Regions from separate parts of the Sus scrofa genome. Here region 2 is linked to region 1. A link is a contact called in public HiChIP or PLAC-seq data. All regions are on one chromosome and are shown on one strand. The core of a region is the stretch at or near the end of the contact, and the rest is flanking DNA. Distances in the headings are between cores, read along the strand shown.

Region 1 (4,875 bases), core at 890-3,389:
TACAGCGAGTTGGGATCTGAGGCTCGTCTGAGACCTACACCACAGCTCATGGCAACGCCGGATCCTTAACCCACTGAGCAAGGCCAGAGATTGAACCTGCATTCTCATGGGTACTAGTTGGATTCCTAACCCGCTGAGGCATGATGGGAACTCCCCCATATTCAACTTCTAACATTCAATGAAGAGATAGTGGCAGCTTTTGTAAAATATAAATGTTTAGTGTGAACTTTAACAAGTGTTACTAAACTAAGCTTTACCATAGTGATTCCTAGGAAAATGAACATCAGTTTTTCTGCTTTATTTCAGAAAACCAAGAAATATAGTAAAATATATTTTGGAATGAGCACATTTCTCAATTTCAGACAGATGACATTAGAAGAAAAAGACAAATAAATACTGCAATCACTGAACTAACAGTTCATTCCTTTACAAATCCAAATACTCAAAGGCAAACTGAACTAAGGAAAAGAAGACAGATTCAATATCAAGCACAATAGCTCTGAAGTCCTGATTCAGGGCTTAGATCTGAAACCAGCCAATGGGAAACTACTAATTTAATCTGAATTGCAATTTTGTTAGGGTTAGTGTTACCTAAATCTATTAAAACATTCTTTCTTTTTCTTATTTTAGCAGTTAATATCTCTTCTGTTGCTCTCTGAATCTATCACTTTTATCAAATAACCCAAAATAATTCAGTTTTTCCTGATATCATTATTTTCCTTAGTCTTACTTTCAATTCCTTTCTGCTTTATCATTTTCAAAATTCTTACCCCTTCAAGTACCTTATTTAAAGGCATATGAGACAAATATCAGGAAGAACAACCCAGGAGACCTGAAATTGTTAGCTGTGGCCTTTGTATGTAGTTGTACTCACTCGAATAGTCATATGAATGAACCTTTTCCATTTGCAAGCCACTTTCTGAGAAAAAGTCTTTTTTTGTTGTACTTTATCAAACATCTCAGTCACTGTCAAAATTTGCTCAGGCTATACTTTTTCTGCTTCCCTGACAGATCGATCCCCCAGTCAGAATTAACTGCTTTTCCCTTTCAGCAACCACATACATATATGGCTAATTAGCACTTGCGTGATTCAGCTAATTGTTAACAGCTGTCTTCCCTTAAAGCTTACAGCGGGTTCTTGAGGACAAGAAGGCAGTGTCTGATTCATCTTTGACAGCCTTATTCCTTCAGTGTAAATAAGAGTACCCTGCGCATAATGCTCCATATAGAACTAAATTTCAGGCTAGTTCTACTTAGATTTAGAAATCTGTCTAGCTCTGTTCTCACCTTCCCCACTGCTCTGCTTAATGCTTGACAGACATCACTCTGGTAATATGCCTGGCTCCAGTGATGTGCTTATAATCATCCTTCAGGTACTGCTGGCTTCTCTTTTACTCTTTCCTGTAACACATTATCACTTCCTATTGTACTACATAAACTACTTCTTTATTATGTTTACTTTACTTTTCCTGGTGAGAATGTAAGTTCCATGAAGGTAAGAATATTTGTTTATTGATAATTCCCAAGTACTTTGAAGAGTGCCTGGCATGTACAGCATATACTCAACAAATGTTTGCCTGACTGTAACTATATTTCACAGACACACTGCATTTGGGATATATTTAAATAATCAACAAGTAACAAATTAGGTTTTGTCTCACTGGGTTATTTGAAAGCTAAGCATGAAGAAGGTGGCTGCAGCAACAATGCCTTGTACTTCATCATCCTATACACCAGTGACAGATCTAGAGGGACAGACACATTCCCACTTCATAGTGCGAATCTTATTGTGAAACTATCAAAGCAATTTTTTGAGACAATTCTGTGAAGTTAAATTAATACTATAATGAACACTTTTCAGATACAAATATAAGGCAAATTGGTAAGCTAATGTGATTTGAAGAAATAGGAAAAACAAATCAATAGTAAAAATTTTCTGTGAAAAGAAAATGCTTTTAAAAAACCCATAAAACCTATGTGATTAAAAAGCCTTGTTTTCAGAAAGGGAAGAGGGAAGTGGAAAAAGGAAGCATATATTTTTCTGAGATTTCATCAGAATGGAACAGCTGACTCATTTACAGAACATTTAACTGACATACTTTTTGAATTTAATACGCAAGTGGGCAGAAAAAAAATCCAGCAGACAACATTTGGTACAAAACATTCCAAAGGTAACTCTATATTATTATAGAGTTTAGAATCAGTTTAAGTCATTTCTTCTTATATCAGTTGCACTAATGCAAACAGATTTTAGCAGCACAATTGCCATTCTGGCTGACCTGAGCAAGGAGCTTGGAATGACACTTTATGTTTGCTGCAGCCTGGGCAAGAAGCCACTCTGCTGGCCTTTACACCCTTGATTCATAAAGCCAACAGTCTGACTGCTAAAAACCCAATTTCTGATTTTTTTTTTTGGTAAAATCTTTATTATAGTTTCTGATTGGATTCATTTAACCTCCCCCCCCCCACAGGATTCCCATTTTGCATTTACCTGATTCTTAAGATCCTTTTCTTAGGAAAATGTGCGGCTCCAAACATTAACAAGTAGATGGTGAGAGTTTATGTTTTAACTGACTTCTGTCGTTTGTATATTTCCCTGATAACTCCTCATTTTCACACAAAGCACGGAGGGCAGCTGTTGCAATCGAACATTTCCTGCTTCCACATCCCTCCAATCTCATTTGAAGACATCAAGGATGACCACAGACAGTCTATTCTGATAATTTCTGCCATGCAACCACAGACCCACAAGGGTTCTCTACTTCAACACAACAGGCTTAACCATAAATATGTGATTTTTTAAAAATAAAAAAAATGCAATAGTGATTTATATTTTGAAAACAATAAAAGATAGTTTTAATTTTTCATATTTTAGAATTTTAATTCAAAGGTGCAAATTTAAATTTATATTCAGAAAACTAAGCTCCTCCAGGAAGAATCCAAGCCTTAATGCTAGACTGCCCAAACTCAACTTTAGTCACTTCATCAATCAAGTAAAAAGTTTTTATGTTTTCAGTAAATAGTATGACCTTCATATGTAGTATATGGAGCTTTTAATTGGTACATTAACTTCTGACTTCACTTGTTTGAGTCTTTATGTTTCTAAAAGAATACAGCTAAATCTAATTGACCAACATATTTATATTAATCAGACTTCTATTTTAGTAATAAAAAGTACATGGCTGTTTAAAAAATTTTATTACATCTATTTCTTCCATTTATGTCATAGTGAGAGTAGAAGCTCAGAAAATATTTAAAAAAATAAATCACTATAAACATTTTCATATGTGCTGACTCTATCCCCTCTAAGCACAAGTGTTATAAAAGCCACACATCCTTTCCAATCTTTTAAAAAATCAAAGATTTTATGGAATAACATAGTTTTATTCTTTAGAGTTCAATCCAACAGCAGCCTCAAGGATTTTAAATGATTCCTTGACCATTTCCTGGTCCTGACAGATGGAGTCCTATAAAGATGTCAATGAGAAGCTCAGGCTAAAGAGGATGCTTCTCTTTCCCATGTGGGAACAGAGCAAGGACCACTTAAACAATCCCCTAGATTTTTTTTCTTTTGTCTTTTTAGAGCTGCACCCGCAGCATATGGAGGTTCCCAGGATAGGGGTCGAATCGGAGCTGTTGCTGCCAGCCTACACCAGAGCCACAGCAACAGGGGATCCGAGCTGCATCTGCGACCTACACCACAGCTCATGGCAACGCCGGATCCTTAACCCACTGAGTAAGGGCAGGGATCAAACCAGCAACCTCATGGTTCCTCGTCGGATTCGTTTCTGCTGCGACGAGAACTCTAACAATCCCCTAGATTTTTAAAAAAAGTGATGCAAATGGTATTTTCATATCATTATTCAACATTATTTGCTCTTCAAAGTAAATAATTATATTACTCATACTAAGAAGAGAAATTTAAAAGCTGGGTTTGAACAAAGCCTTTTATTACTGGCATCATCACCTTCCCCTCCCACTGTTCATACGTTTAGAACAATTTAGTAAGTACAAATACATTGAATGTTTTCCCTATTTCAAGCTCATCTCATCTTCAATTATTCCTATTCATCAAGGAGATGTGAATATTTATCTTCCCCTAGTTTGGGGAACCACTTCTATATACACGGTAGAAAGTAAAGAAAAATATGTATATATAGAGCTAAAATGAGCAGTGAAGACCCTCCTGAGCTAATAAAATTTACTTTAAAAACTGATTTAGGTATCTAATCACTTAAGCTACTAGAAGCTGTGATCTTATCAAATATTAACATACATTATACAGATAGCAGGCTAATTCCCTGTGAAAATAATTTTATCTTTCTACATTCTGGAAACACTTTTAACTTATAATTTATTAAATTTTGAAAATAAATAAGTCATTTGGTTTACTTTTCTGCCTCTATGTGAAGATACTCAAACCATGGTTTCCAGATACAAAAAATAACTCAATACAAACTACTCCTTGACCTATGACTTGACCTGTAGGCAATAGTAGTGTGTTTGTATTACTTCAACACTGACAAGAAATAATTCTCTGATGAAGTATTTTGTCCAACATGGCCATTAAGTGCTACTTCAACAGTTTAAAATCCTACTCTCCAGACATCTATCCAGCTTCTGATCGTGCATTTACATTTTACTCTTCTTTTGAAGAAATATGATCAGGACTGCTTAAGAATATGAAAATCTCTACTAGCCAGAAAAGCCAGTGTTATGAGATGACCACTGTGATAGATGAAAAAAAATTAATAAATAAGGTGTATAGGCATAATAATTTAGACTCATATTATCCCTTTTATTTTTTTTAACATGGGGGAAGGTAGGAGGGTAGAAAACATTTAAGTATTTAAGGAAATATTTTCCAGTACTTGA
Region 2 (4,875 bases), core at 1,405-3,904, 230 kb after region 1:
AACTTAAACTACTGTCCACACAGGCAGGCATTTCCCTATGCCATTTTATATAAATACAATACAAAGTCTCCCAAATCACCCCAAAAGAGATAATCACATAGTTTTTATCTTGAAATTTGTTAATATAACAAATTATGTTAATATTTAACTGTTCTCGACTTCCTAGAATAAATTCTACTGGATCATGATGTATTATCTTTTAAATTCACTGCTGGATTTATTTTGCTAGTGTTTTCTTTAGAATGTTTGTTTGTCTAGTCATGAGTAAAAATGGACTAATGTTTATAAGAGAAAAAAAATGAAAACAATCTTAACATCCAGCAGTTGGAGAACAACAGACTAAATTATAGTGTAGTATGCTGTGGAATGTTATTCGGCTTTTTAAAATTAGAATTCCATTTATTAAATTGAAGATAGCCATGACATACTCTTAAATGAATAAAGCAAGGTACAAAAAGCCTGTGTGTGTGTGTGTGTGCATATATATGCTTAAAGGTTTTGGAACAAAGAGGAATATGTTAAAAAAAAATATTCAAAGTGAAGAGTGCTCTTGTAGTAGAGTGGGTTAAGGATCTGGCATCGTCAGTGCAGCATCCCAGGTCACTGCTGCAACACAGGTTTGATCCCTGGCCGGGAACTTCCACGTGCTGCTGGCATGGCAAAACAAACAAAGAAACAAACAAAAAAAACCCTCAAAGTGTTGGTTAATGCTGGCCTACCTCAAGGAATAAAAGTAGAGAAAGAGAGGGAAATTTTAATTTTTTTTTTATTCACTTCTGGTTTGTTTACTTTAGTGGTTGCAAGCAGAGAAATACTTTTGTGATTTTTTAAGTAGGGAGGGGGGAGGAGATACCAGTTATCTACTATAAGTAATGACAATTAAAATTTGTTGACAGTAAATGGCTACCTTTAATACAGCCAAAGACAAAATAGAATTAAATTATCTAGGAGTTCCCATCGTGGCGCAGTGGTTAACGAATCCGACTAGGAACCATGAGGTTGCGGGTTCGGTCCCTGCCCTTGCTCAGTGGGTTAAGGATCCAACTTTGCCGTGAGCTGTGGTGTAGGTTGCAGACGCGGCTCGGATCCCACGATGCTGTGGCTCTGGCATAGGCTGGTGGCTACAGCTCTGATTTGACCCCTAGCCTGGGAACCTCCATATGCCATGGGAGCTGCCCAAGAAATGGCAAAAAGACAAAAAAAAAAAAAAAAAATTATCTAAAGGTGAGGAATCATTATTAAGTTCATTTATTTAAAAATACAAAACTATCCAATCTAGAACCAAATTTGCACACAAGTGATCTTTCCCAAGGCATTAAGCAAGATATCTTCAGGATTAAACTAGTTTTTGTTTTACAACTAGCACAAACTTATTAATTTATGGATATTACAACCAAGGATAAAATTAAGATAAAGTGAGCTAAGTGCATTTAAAGAAAAATATTCAATGAATAATTACTCGCACATTATGTACACAAATTAGCAGAAACAGGCAAAATGTTACAGAAATAATTGAACCTTGGGGGAAAAAATGAGAGTTTGAATACTTAGAGGGGCACTTTTTCTAGTATATTATTTTACACTGTAAATAGGCAAGTACTTTTTATTAAGCAGATCACAAAAGAAAACCAACCACCCTGACTATCACATACAAATTTTTTTAAAAGACAATTTAAAAAGCAAACAATACGGCACATAGTGGCGGGGAGGGGGGGCACAGATAAAGTTATCACATAAAGTTTGAGTTATTTACAAAAATATGAAATGCTTGTAAAAGTAGAAAATATTTATATGATCAAATTGAAAAAACTGTCAAAGGGCTCAAGGTCTCAACAAGTGCTGTGGTTTTCCATCTTAGGGAAGAGATTAAAATTAATTTTTCACCAGTTTGTGGTGCAAAGGCAACTAGTACAAAAAGAAATGCATACTAGGAGTCTGCCCAAGAGCATCCTGCTTCTAAGAGTTTTTATTTTTAAGTTTACAGTTATTCAAGAACTTTCAGCTCTCTTCATATCCTCCATAAAAGAAATTATCAAGACACAAATAAAACTAATGAGTAGCCAAATTAACACGGATTTTTCAAAAAACCTTGCTAGGTTGACAAAGAGAGCAAGAGGGGTTCCAACTGTGGCACAACAGGATCAGCAGCATTTCTGGAGCGCTGGGACATAGATTGATCCCCAGCCCAGCACAAGTGGGTTAAGGATCCAGGCGAAGGTTGACACTGTGGCTCAATCTGATCCCTGGGTCAGGTAACTGCATATGCCTCAGGGCAGCCAAAAAAAGATGAAGACAAAATAACAAGAAAAAGCTGGACTGATAATGCTAGTAAAATATTGTGGAAAGGATCACATCAAAAAACAGGTCACTTCCCAAAACCTAATAAAAATTATCATTTATTAAGTACCAGACATCGTCCTAAGGATTTTTCACTGAAATTATTTCATCATCATCAAAACCCTGCAAGAGAGTTTTTAGCACGTTATACAATAGCTACCGAGTGATAATTTGACCTTGTTTTCATGATTCAAAAACTCACAAATTCAATGAAAAAACAAAACTCACAAACTCATGTTCTCCTATACAGTCTCATGACTCTAAAATTTCAAAAGCTTCTTACAACAAAGCAACAGTGTTGTCATCCTACAATACAGCAATGTCTGAATAACAACTTCCAAAGGAAGTTGCTCTTCCTCTTTAAATCCCTAAAAAAGGAAGAGCTAAGATTCTGTGAGGCTGAAGCAAAATTTGAGTATGTAGTAACTCTTCATTCCACATGTGTACTAAAGCTAATTACCTTCATTCACCCTAACACAATCCTCAGGAGCTCTACAGGATTCCATGGAATTTGAACAGAAACAGAATTCTAGAGTACCCATACCCATCAAGCGACTTAGCTTTGCCTTATCAAATTTCAGCAGTCAGAGCTAGAAATTGTGGGACCCCTTAACACAAAATTAGGAACAAAGGGCTAAGAAGAAACTTCCTTCACTTAAGCAGAGGGAATTTACTGAGATCTGAGGCAGTGTCTCCTGCCTAAATGATTAAATCACAGTTTATACATACCCACTCCCATTTCCAAATTTATTAGCTAATCTACTTACAGATGTCCCCACAGGTGGGGCAAGGGAGTTTCCCTGCCAAGAAAAAACTGGTGCCTATTTCTTTGTTGTCAATCTCTAATCAGATATGTCATCTGACATAACTATGTATGATAATGGTATTACAGACAAGGAAATAAGCATGGCTACCTGGACCAAAGATAAGTGTTTGGAATCACAAAAGTTTTCCATTGCTTATATACTTTCTTTGTGAATTTTAGGTCTGCAGTACTTGCTGACATTTATAAAAAGACATCTACAAGTCACTGTTTTCACGATACTCTTACCATTTAAAGAGTAAAATTTATCAACAATGGTCAGTGAAACTTTAGGAAAGTAATAAACTTTAAAACATTTTTTTCAACTATATTTTTCCCAAAGGTAGAATGAATATCTACAACACAAAACTGTTTGGGTTTTGTTTTGGTTTTTTTGTCTTGAACTGCCCCTGCGGCATACAGAAGTTCCTGGGCCAGGGATCAAACCTGCATCACAGAAGCAACCCAAGCCGCTGCAGTGACGCCACCAGATCCTCAGTCTGCTGTGCCACAAGGAACTCCCAAGACACAGAATTCTGAATTACAAATTTAGCTTTTATTTAAGGAAGAAGATGAAATGCCTATCCTCACCTGAAAGACTGGAGGAGTAAAGGTGGCATTATCAGGAAGTCAATAAACATATAATACATTGTAGGTAGTCAATAAATATTTAAGGGAATGATTTAATGTATTAATATACTGCATAGAAATCCCCCAACTTTCCCAACATAACAAATCTAACTCATATACCTTGAACATGATGTGTCTATATAATAAACTAATACACAAAAATCAAGGGTTTTTTCATATAACAATGACTCCTTTTAATACAAAATACATATATGAGAGACTCAGACCAGAGCAAATAAAGAAAAATGTTCTCTTACATGCTCTGCTCCAAACCTCTCCACTTGGGATACCTCTGCTGAGAAAAAAAATAGTAGAATCGAATAATACATTTTGTCAGAAACTTCTTCAGAGTTAGACATAACATGGGTGTCAGAAGGCAGCACAAGATGAGCCTGTCAGATAAATTACTAAGGCAATGAAAATTTTAAAAAACATACCAAAAAAATTATTCACTATCATGCAACTACTCAGTTTAAATGACTGACATCAGTATCTCTCAAGTTCTGATCAAAAGAAAGGCATTTGAGAGGTGGGAGTATGTCATGCATTGAGTAAAGGCAGCAAGTGATATTGTGGGAAAGGAAAGGGTAAAGAAAGGGCGTGATGACAACTAAAACCAACCTAATTCTTTTGCCTCTTAACCTTAATCATATTTATCCTTAACTATTCAAAAAGAAACAGAAGCTGAACATAGTAAGATACTGCTATAATGTGTGGCCCATATAAAAGCAACTTACCTTGCAACATCCACAAAAACAGCTTCCATATGATTTATAAAGATTTTGTAAATAAAATAAATTGACCTAATAAAAGAAATTTGTTTCTAGAAAAAAGTCATGGTATTGCAATTATTTACTCAGCGTTTGCTACAACAAGAAAGATCCCTTCCAGAAAGTTTTTCACTGATTGCACCCTCACCTTGCTTTAGCCTTCTAAAACTAGGCCCAAATTTCTCGTTTTCCATCTAATACTACCTCGAATCTTAAATATTCAAGGTAAAAATATCCTCTAAAAGAAAGAAAATGGACCAGAGTGGGGAAACACAGCTGTAAGTCTTTAAGCCCTTCCTGTAACCTATTTATCTCCATGGATTTTTTTGTTTGTTT

Evidence for each region. HiChIP or PLAC-seq counts read pairs in DNA pulled down with a chosen protein or histone mark.
Region 2: a contact with region 1 is called in an H3K27ac HiChIP or PLAC-seq map of alveolar macrophages. The contact joins two enhancer-like sites. A contact is called at or near these places in 1 of 47 Hi-C or Micro-C datasets (embryonic fibroblasts) and 1 of 2 datasets of contacts at active chromatin or transcription factors (alveolar macrophages).

What each region holds. Positions count from the first base shown.
Region 1 is chr12:15,577,357-15,582,231 of Sscrofa11.1, forward strand. All of the region lies in intron 7 of TANC2 (protein TANC2), which reads right to left. Among named protein-coding and RNA genes, the nearest start is that of CYB561, 140 kb to the left of the region's middle. Within about 2 kb of position 2,140, at least 16 of the 83 cell types and tissues checked have an H3K27ac peak or open chromatin away from gene starts, as enhancers often do. A contact at or near this core is called in alveolar macrophages, where this site is marked.
Region 2 is chr12:15,803,782-15,808,656 of Sscrofa11.1, forward strand. All of the region lies in intron 1 of TANC2 (protein TANC2), which reads right to left. Among named protein-coding and RNA genes, the nearest start is that of TANC2, 7.6 kb to the right of the region's middle. Within about 2 kb of position 2,655, at least 6 of the 83 cell types and tissues checked have an H3K27ac peak or open chromatin away from gene starts, as enhancers often do. A contact at or near this core is called in alveolar macrophages, where this site is marked.